Linked DNA regions of Drosophila melanogaster: all the other regions are linked to region 3. A link is a contact called in public Hi-C and targeted proximity ligation data. All regions are on one chromosome and are shown on one strand. The core of a region is the stretch at or near the end of the contact, and the rest is flanking DNA. Distances in the headings are between cores, read along the strand shown.

Region 1 (3,261 bases), core at 721-3,220, 800 kb before region 3:
TTTCCTTTTTGAAATATGGAGTAATTCTTACTAAAATTTGAAGTACCTACTCATTTGATTGTTAGTCTGATCAAAGCTTAGTTTGCGAAAAGGTTTAAGCCACCATTCATATTTATTTCATTGAAATTTAATCCCGCTCCCTGTATTATTTTTGCATTTACCTTCTTACTTGCATAATTACTGCTCATCTCGGAAAAAATGCTCCCCATTTACCCACCCTTTCCCTTTTCCCATTTTTTTTTTGCGTAAGTCAAAGTTATTTAAGGGAAAAACAACTTGAACCACACTAGTTGAGAGGGCGCCCCACAAACCAGCATGTGCTGCGAATATATGTAGTACACAGACATGTACTGCCATATGTACTGCCATATATACATACATACATACATATATGTTTGAAACCCCATCTACAAATACACATACATAAATGCATATATACGTGGATCCAAGTGTACATATATTCAGAGCCAGTGCAGCATGCACCGGTCCCAAAAGAATTCCACGCCCTCACCCACAAAACAAGGCTCTGCCTGCGTCGCTGCTGCGAGAGAGCCGCGAGTGGAGAGCGGGTAGGGGGGAGGGCATAGCAGAGCAGGGAGCAAAAACAAAGCTCGAAACCAAAACACAAAAAAGCGGCAAACGGAAAAAGAGAGACTTAGTGAAGCTCTCTCGCCTTTTTTTTTTACAGGGCGCACTTTAAATAAGGAACATAACGTGTAGGGTCTTTCGTTAATAAAATAACAAATAATAAAATTGTATCATATCTTAATGTTTGTTCTAATAAGCAATTCCATAAACCTGTCAAAGGACTTTCCATATTTTGCATTTGTTTTCTTTTACGTTAATTTATAAATAATAGGAAGTACAGTAGCAAATGAGATTCTGTATTTTTTTAAAACTTTAACTATTGAACGAATATGTGCTTCTCTTGTACTTGATTACGCTGTTCTCTTTTCAAAAATTGTTTGCATTTTGTAATAGATTTTTCCTGACTGACTGCTTTTGTGGACTGGATTCAAACTAGCACGAGCAATTTTTGTTTTGCGTTTCTGTTTTTCTTTTTTGTTTGTTACTTATCATTTGAAACGCTCACTTGACTTGCCACATGTTGTGTTGTTTGTGGGGCAGCGTCAAACAAACTGTGGAAATTATTATGCAAAGTGTGAAAAGCGTGAAAATTGTGATTGCCGGACGCCGAAATTGCTTTTGGGTGGAGTTTTTGAGCCTTAGATAAATTGTTATTTATTTGTACATAAATGCTACAAAATGTAATTGAATATTGTGGTTTTTATTGTAAGATCAGGGAATTCTCTTCTTATTTTAAACAGTACTGAGTAATTATTGCACGAAAAGGATCCATTAGTTTCCATTAGTGTACTAGGTGCATTCAAGTTTTATTTCCATATTTCAAAAAAGTTGTTGAATCAGAAAAATATAATAAAATAAGAAAATATTATATCCAAGAAATGCATTTTACATTAAACATTAAAATTACCAAATATATTTTGACTTACATTTTGTAACAACATTGTAAAACAATTATTTTAATTTTATATCAAATGTAAATTTTGTGATATTTTTTTTATTTTAATGCATGCTAAATTTCATTTAAATCTATCAAGTTGCACTTGCTAATTTCTAAAGGGATTGGCTTACTTCCGCTTATTTTCATTTCCCTTTTGGCTCTCGGTGAAAACACATGACCAACAAATATTGTCCATCAAAATTACGAGTGCTCGAACCAAATTCGTTTTTCATTTGAGTTTTACTTGTTGTCTTGTGGCACTCGCTCACACACACACAGGCACATTTCCTCAAGCGGCTCTCCGGTCACCCACACATTTAAATCACTTGAGTCAGCGGGGGCAGCGCAGTCGGCAGCGACGGCGGCGGCGACAGAGGCCGCAAAAACAACGTGTGTGCAATATACTCACTCATACGTATATCAATGTATCGCCATCTCAGTTCCGCCTTCGTGTACTTGGCCCATAGTGCCATCTCTTGCGCTCATGACCTAGATTCCACTGTGCGCTGGTGTGTGTGCACGTGATACGACAAAATGTTTGCCTCTCTCGTCGTTTTGCTGCGTGTAAGTGTGTAATCAATGCAACATGTAGTGTGATGTGCGCTTATGGCTGTATGTGTGTGTGTGTGTGCGAGTGAATTTTATTTTTAATACTCACTGAATTATTACGAACATTTTCGCTTCGTTGTCGTCGTCGTCGTCGTTTCTCGCCTTTTGCCTCTTTTCGTTCCGTTTCGTCTCGTTCCGTCCTTCCGTTTGCCTCTGATGAAATCTCTTTCGTCAGCGCCGGCTCCCCGCCAGCCCCCTCAGTTCACCCACCGATTTCCCAGCTACCGCCGACTATATCTCCCAGTCAGGCTTTGGCTTTGGTCTTTATAATTGCGGCAATTTTTAGCCGCTTTTGGATTTTGTGACTTGAGTGTTTTTTTTTTTATTTCAGGGGGCTATAAAGACCAGCGAGACTTTCGGCTTAGCTGGGTAACATGACTCACATGGCTCGAATGCCATATGTTTTTTGTTACGGAGGTAGGGTCAATAGGGATTTCTTTGCTGCTGTCGTGTGTAATTGGGAGTTTTGCTTCATTTTGTTGCCAAGTGGAATTATTTTGGTTAACAAATTGTTTGTTATAATCGCAGGGATTAATAGTAATGATAGGATCATTTATTCACGGAAATACTAATCTATTATGGATAAGGAATGGAATTAAGTACACTCTATTAAGAACAATCATAATAATAATATCATAATAATGGATGTTTAAAGAATACGAGGCGTATACTTAATATAACGTATACGACACGTTCTATGCATAACTACATTCGTTTCTCAATAAAAACGTAATGGTTTGTTGTTTTCTTTATCTAAAAGTAATATGCTTTATTGAACGGGGAAAGGTGTGAGTTATGGAAAGACGGCAGTATTTATTATTTATTGCCCTTAATCCTTAAATGCTCTTTCTTTGCCAAAAGCTTGAAAATTACTATCCCAAAAATTAAACAATCTTTTACATAATAGTAACTATTATTATTATTATAGTTATTATTATTATTATTATATTATTATAATTAACTTTGATATTCTTAATGCTACGTTACGTATACACAATATTTATAACAATTCCCACTTATCGATTAACTAACTATTTGTAAACTCAAAACAATTTGTAGCAGTGGAATAGTTAGTCATTAATTTAAAACACACACACACACCCAACATCCGCTAGGCTGAAAAATAT
Region 2 (3,108 bases), core at 154-2,653, 860 kb before region 3:
GGAATTATATAGAACTAATATGGTAATTCCTCTAACTAAATTCATTCATATGTCATCTTAGCAAAGACCGTTATCATATTATATTTCTTCGTCGTCTGTTGCCTTCCCATGCAATTTCATAATTTTCCTGATTAGTTTGTCAAGTAGAAAGCAGAACGGAACTGAAGTAACTCTAATGACAATAATCACAACGCATGCAATGCAAATGGAATTTGTGTCACTCGTTTAGCGTGATCTAATTTCATATAATGGCATTTGTTACCTTATAAATTGAATCGAATGGAAATGAGAAAATGGGAACGCTACTACTAGGTGTGAAATTTGGGTTATATTTTAACGATTCACTGAATAAATGTGTCCAATTTTATGTCAACTTACTTGCAAAAGTATGTGTAATTGGTGGGAATTCTAGTTACTAGTGTTTTCAATTCTTTTTTAAAAAAAAGTAATTTGTTTTAAAATAAGAAATACATTTTGATGGATACAATTCACATAAGAGGAATTTTGTGCATACATTCCATTTTCAATGCAATATGCTTTGTTCATTTAAGATATATGCTAATTATAGCAGCGACCTTAGTATTGATGACTCAGAAATATATTTTTGCATTTGTATGTTTTATTAGTCATAAATGTTCATAAGTATGCATACTTATTTATAAAAACTCTTGTATATTTAAGACAAATATTTGACTCAACAGTCGTTCTTTTGTTTAAATATCCTTTATTTATGTTCTTAAGCAATAAATGATAAATACTTTGGAAATATAGTAGAAAATAATAAAATTTAACGCTAGTTAATTACAAACTTTTTTAAACTGGAGTTATATTTTGCATTGTTTGCAATTCCACATTTTTGCTTTGAAGTCGTGTGCAAATTTTTTAAAAATGATGTAATTCGTTAAACTTTTTTATGTTTCCCACTTAACTTCTTTCTTTCCTTCTTTTCGCCCAACTTTCCTTGCCAATTTTAACTTGTTACCAATTCCTTTGACTGTGTTCATACATACATACATATCTCTTCATTAAAGGTATCTATTTGCGCTTCCTCTTCTTCATGTACGCATTTCACAACTCATAATTTCGGGCAATTAAATCATTGTATGACAAATTGACTTCAAAAAGCAATGAAAAAGGGGCAGCAACAACAATAAAACAATTACAGAACCGATGAACAGGAAAAAAATGCCAAGTAGTACAACAAAATAAAACGAAACTTGCGGCAATGAAAAGGCAGCAACAACTGCAAATAAAATGCTAATAAATTGAAATGAAATTGACAAAAACAACAAGGGAAGCACGACAACTGCTGTTTGTTGTTTTTGTCACTGCTCGCTTTGTTGTTTCGTTCGTTGAAGAAGGAGAGAGAGAGCACGACAATGTAAAAAAAAAACGTGTGCACATTAGGTGGATGAGTGAGTGAGAGGGGTTGGGGGCGGTGCGAAAGAGAGGGCGGCAGTCGTTGACATTGTTGTTATCTTAAATTGTACCGCTTACTTGCTGATTTCTTGTTGTTTCTTTAGCTTCTGTTTATTTGATTTTGACATCATCTTAATGCAAACAGCCAGTGTGCGACCGAGATAGCAGCGCGTCAACGGCTTCGCTCCGTCCTTGTCGCTCACCGCGTTTTATGTGTATTACAACATTTTTTGCGGCGGCGACATTAATTCTACAGATACAGATACAAAACAAGCGCACTTCAAGATACAGATACAAGCCAACAAAAACAACACACACGAACAAAAGAGTAAACAGATGCAAACACAACAACGATCCACTCACTAATTTATCTGTGCGTTTTGTTGGCCCCCAAAGGCGTACAACAACAACAACAATAGCTGCCAGCATGGTGAGGAGAAAATATCTCAATGATCATGTGTTCGTTCTGCCATCATTATCATAATCATTTGGACGATCATCTGCTCGAGTTTTGGCACTCGTCTTCATTCTCTTTCGACTTACACAAAAGTATCTCAACGTCTCAACCGTTCATCTTAATATGCAAATACAAATCAAACCAAATCCATTTAACTTATCACGGTGATCAACCGGTGTTGAAAAACTTTCAGATACAGTTGTAAAATTCGTACGATTTTATTGATATTCTGTATTTGGTGTGCACTGTTTTGTTTATAATCAATATTAATGACCTTTTTTATTTAAATGTAACTGGCAAGCATTGAAAATGAAATTGTGAATTCTTCGATAATTAAATTACACTGTGTACACTGTTTATAGAATTATATATTTATATAATCAAATATTATATTATATTATTATATTAAATATTATATTATACAGCTGTTGCTGTATACTATGTTCAAAAAATAAGAGGATTAACAGTCATTATCTTTAGTTATGTATGTAAAAAAAGAAACAAATACCTCATTAATTCTATGCGGAACTTGGGGTTCCCGTAAATTCCCATAAAAATAAGGGAAACTGAAAAATACTTACGAAGCCTGATCATTAAAATGCTAATTTTCGTATTATAAATTCATTAGGTTTGTGTACATATAATATTTGTAGGTTTAAACATTTTGAAATTTCTTTGAGATTTGTTAGCGAATGATAATGCCAAAGGAGCAAGTTATACACAATAAATTAAGCAATCCATCATTACTAATGAAAATCTTTATCGAAGTTTCTTTTGCTTTAATGAGCATTTACACAACTTTCATCTATACACCTATTCATCAACTGTCATGAATCATTTGTTGGTTATTTTAATAACCAAATTGAAAGAATGATTTAAAATACAATAACATTTTTATGGTAAAACCCAATTTCTGTACATTCATTTGATAGTACACTGTATTGTTTATTGTTTAATATAACATTTAATAAACATTGAATTACACGGAAGACATAAAGCCATTTGTTTTCCTTGCATATGTATGTACAATGTGAAGTTGATTAAATTCTGGGAAAAGTGAAGAATGCATAGTATACATATATCTAATAACTCTTTTAAGTATTTCCAAATAAATTATACTCCGGAAATAAAGTTTTAAACCGACTTGCATAGTAGACATATGACAACATACATAAATGAAAAGGCATTTAACCAAAAAAAAAAAAAAACGTGCATATTTTGAACTGATTTTT
Region 3 (2,811 bases), core at 219-2,718:
ACAGAAACGCAGAGGCAGCTGAGGCATTGACCCACTTCGAAGGGCTGTAAATATGGCAGGGGAAGACGGGGCACTTCCTGCGTGACAACAGGACAACAGCTGTACGTTGCACCTGCTACGCAATGCAGTGAAGTGTGTAATTGATGGGGCCCATAATTTTATGCTCAAGTTTAGGTTTAAGCACCGCTTACAAGGCCGAAAACTAACCGAATGTGTCCTTTTTCCAATTGCAGCTGTGCGTTTTGGACGCGTGCCGAAGCGCGAAAAGGCGCGTATCCTGGCGGCCATGCAACAGAGCACCCAGAATCGCGGCCAGCAGCGAGCCCTCGCCACCGAGCTGGATGACCAGCCACGCCTCCTCGCCGCCGTGCTGCGCGCCCACCTCGAGACCTGTGAGTTCACCAAGGAGAAGGTCTCGGCGATGCGGCAGCGGGCGCGGGATTGCCCCTCCTACTCCATGCCCACACTTCTGGTAAGTCTCACCCTAAGTTCCCAAAGTGGGAAATATAGATAGAAAATGTAAGAAACTATAATAGGATATTGTCAGATTTTTAGCGTGAGCAGCAAATCATTACAATATTATGGTTTTTTTTTTTAATTTATTACCATCCGGTCAAGTAGAACAAACAAGCATATATTGTGGAGATTTTACAACTCCATTTACAGAGACAATCATAAATAACCATTGGCCATAAAATTATGAAAATGTCTAGCAGCTGCCCTATGTAGACAATCAGTACGTTATTAATTGACCGCCAAAGGTTACGGCGTAGGCGAAGTCACATTTCCGGGCCGCCGACTTCTGTTGACATGCATAGATCAGCAAAACAATATCAACTAGCTAGTAACTGCTTTTTGCCTTTTGCTCACTAGCAACTGGCAACTGGCAACTTGGCTTACTGGTTACTGCCTACTGCCGGCGTTAGTCATGCGCCAAGGTGAACCTGTTTGCACGATTCTAAACCAGGAAATCGAGCGCCACACGTAGACGCGTCTACGAGCCACTCTTTTCAGAGTCTTCGCTCTTCGGCGATTCTTGCGGGGCCTCCAAACGTGGCCATTGAAGTGGCAAGTTTGGGGTCAAGTTCTTGACGAAAAGCTTGTCAATGTCAGATTTATGACGTTTCCCCTGACAGCTAAATGATGAATGCTATGAATGCTAGCTATCGTTTATTTCTGTGATTACTTTGTAAATTCCATAAAGTGTTTATTTTACAATCGACGTCACTTGGTTTTTTTTTTTTTGTGGCCAAATAGATCGTGGTGGAGAATAGAGGAAGTACAGATTCGGCGCTGTAAATAATAGCCCAAAAAAATCATTTCACATACCATAACCAAAAGCGATAAAGAAAAGTGCTATATAACAAAAAAAAAACGTGTCCCGGCTCTCGGCAACAACAAAGTACGCAAACAAAGTTCTAAAGCTCAAGGTCAAGCGTAGCGTCATTATTAATGAAAGCACACACACACAAGCATCGGCTGCTATCACGGTGGGAAAGAGAGGGATAGCACAGGATTAGAGAGAGACCAAGCGAGCTGGCCAGACACATGCGTTGTCCATTTAAATAAATTATTATTAAAATATTTAAAAGCGACACGAGCACAACGAAAAATGGGAAAAACATTGGCACAAAGTCAGAGTCAAGTGCAAGGCTAAAAAAGTTAAAATTTGATTTGGTGTTTGGGGAGGAAAGAAAGGAAATCAAATGCGATCGACAAGTTTAAGAAGTACTATGTGTAGTATAGAACAGCGACCTTGGAGCAAGTTATTTTTTAACCTTGGAGTGAGCGAAATGAGCGGATCCGCTTCCCTCTCTTTCTCTGTTTGCAGTTCATATTTTCCACTATATATGAGTAAACAATAATGGCACAAAAAATATGCATAAAATGTCATGAGTATGAGGAAGCGAATGCCAGACAAACGGCGTCACAAAACTGCAATACACATATATACATATCTATGTACATGTATGCACAGATACAGATACAGTGAGAGCAATCTGTAAAATTGTCAGGTGGTTCATTTAGACAGCGTCGTAATATGCAAAATGTCAGCAATTCAGTTTATGACGGAAGGCGGAAGATTCGCCGGCGGTGCAAGGTGAGGCTAAGGCGCTACGATCTCGGTGAAATTCGGAATTCGGAACCGAAATAGAAATTCCTCTAGCGAAACGATTAGCCCTAAAGATTATTCAATCTGTGGCTGTCCATATCAGCCGGTACATGAGTTCTGCGAATTATTTTTGGCAAAAACTCAAGGCCACACTAACGCCAATTGAAGGTCGAATCGAATCGGATGGGATGTTATGGGATCTTGTGATATGTCAGGAAAGGCAATTCGGGTAGCGGGAGTCGAGTCATAAATAGCCCCCCCACACAACACACTCATTAGTATTTTTCGCAAACTATTTCCGCTTTTGCGCAGATGAGAAATATTTTCGTGGCGGAAAATCAAATGATACGACGACGTCAAAGCGCCGGCAAAAAGAAAATGTGGCGAAAATCAGTTTGCCGGTTGCCGGCTGCTATTTTCCCTCTCTCTTTCGTGCGAGCGCGTTTCTATGGCATTCTTTTTTTTATGTTTCTGCGCGAAGAAAACACATTTTCAAGGTTAATCAAACGAAAATCGAATCAGAAAAGAGATTCGGCGGCAGACAGCACAACGTGTGCTTATTGAAACAGAACGTAGCAAGTAAAAAGCGAGAAGCACACATGAAAGAAATCAAACGTAAATTAAAATCCAAGTCGCTGAAAACAATGGTGGGCAGATGATGATGATAGATGGCACGGGGAGGGGGTGGTTGGGCGTGG

The links. A called contact is a pair of places that touch in the nucleus more often than the background predicts.
Region 1: a contact with region 3 is called in a targeted proximity ligation map of the Kc167 cell line, with 7 times the contacts expected there. A contact is called at or near these places in 4 of 107 Hi-C or Micro-C datasets (embryo and wing imaginal disc) and 1 of 7 datasets of targeted methods (the Kc167 cell line).
Region 2: a contact with region 3 is called in a Hi-C map of the Kc167 cell line, with 5 times the contacts expected there. A contact is called at or near these places in 1 of 107 Hi-C or Micro-C datasets (the Kc167 cell line) and 1 of 7 datasets of targeted methods (the Kc167 cell line).

What each region holds. Positions count from the first base shown.
Region 1 is chr3L:18,758,125-18,761,385 of dm6, reverse strand. All of the region lies in intron 3 of ftz-f1 (ftz transcription factor 1), which reads left to right. Among named protein-coding and RNA genes, the nearest start is that of lncRNA:CR45938, 5.7 kb to the right of the region's middle.
Region 2 is chr3L:18,812,741-18,815,848 of dm6, reverse strand. The region is part of intron 2 of CG14073; the gene reads left to right. Among named protein-coding and RNA genes, the nearest start is that of CG14073, 6.4 kb to the left of the region's middle.
Region 3 is chr3L:17,957,043-17,959,853 of dm6, reverse strand. Eip75B (Ecdysone-induced protein 75B) reads left to right here. Exons shown (of 8, transcript NM_001259893.2): 6 at 234-472. Among named protein-coding and RNA genes, the nearest start is that of lncRNA:CR45393, 11 kb to the right of the region's middle.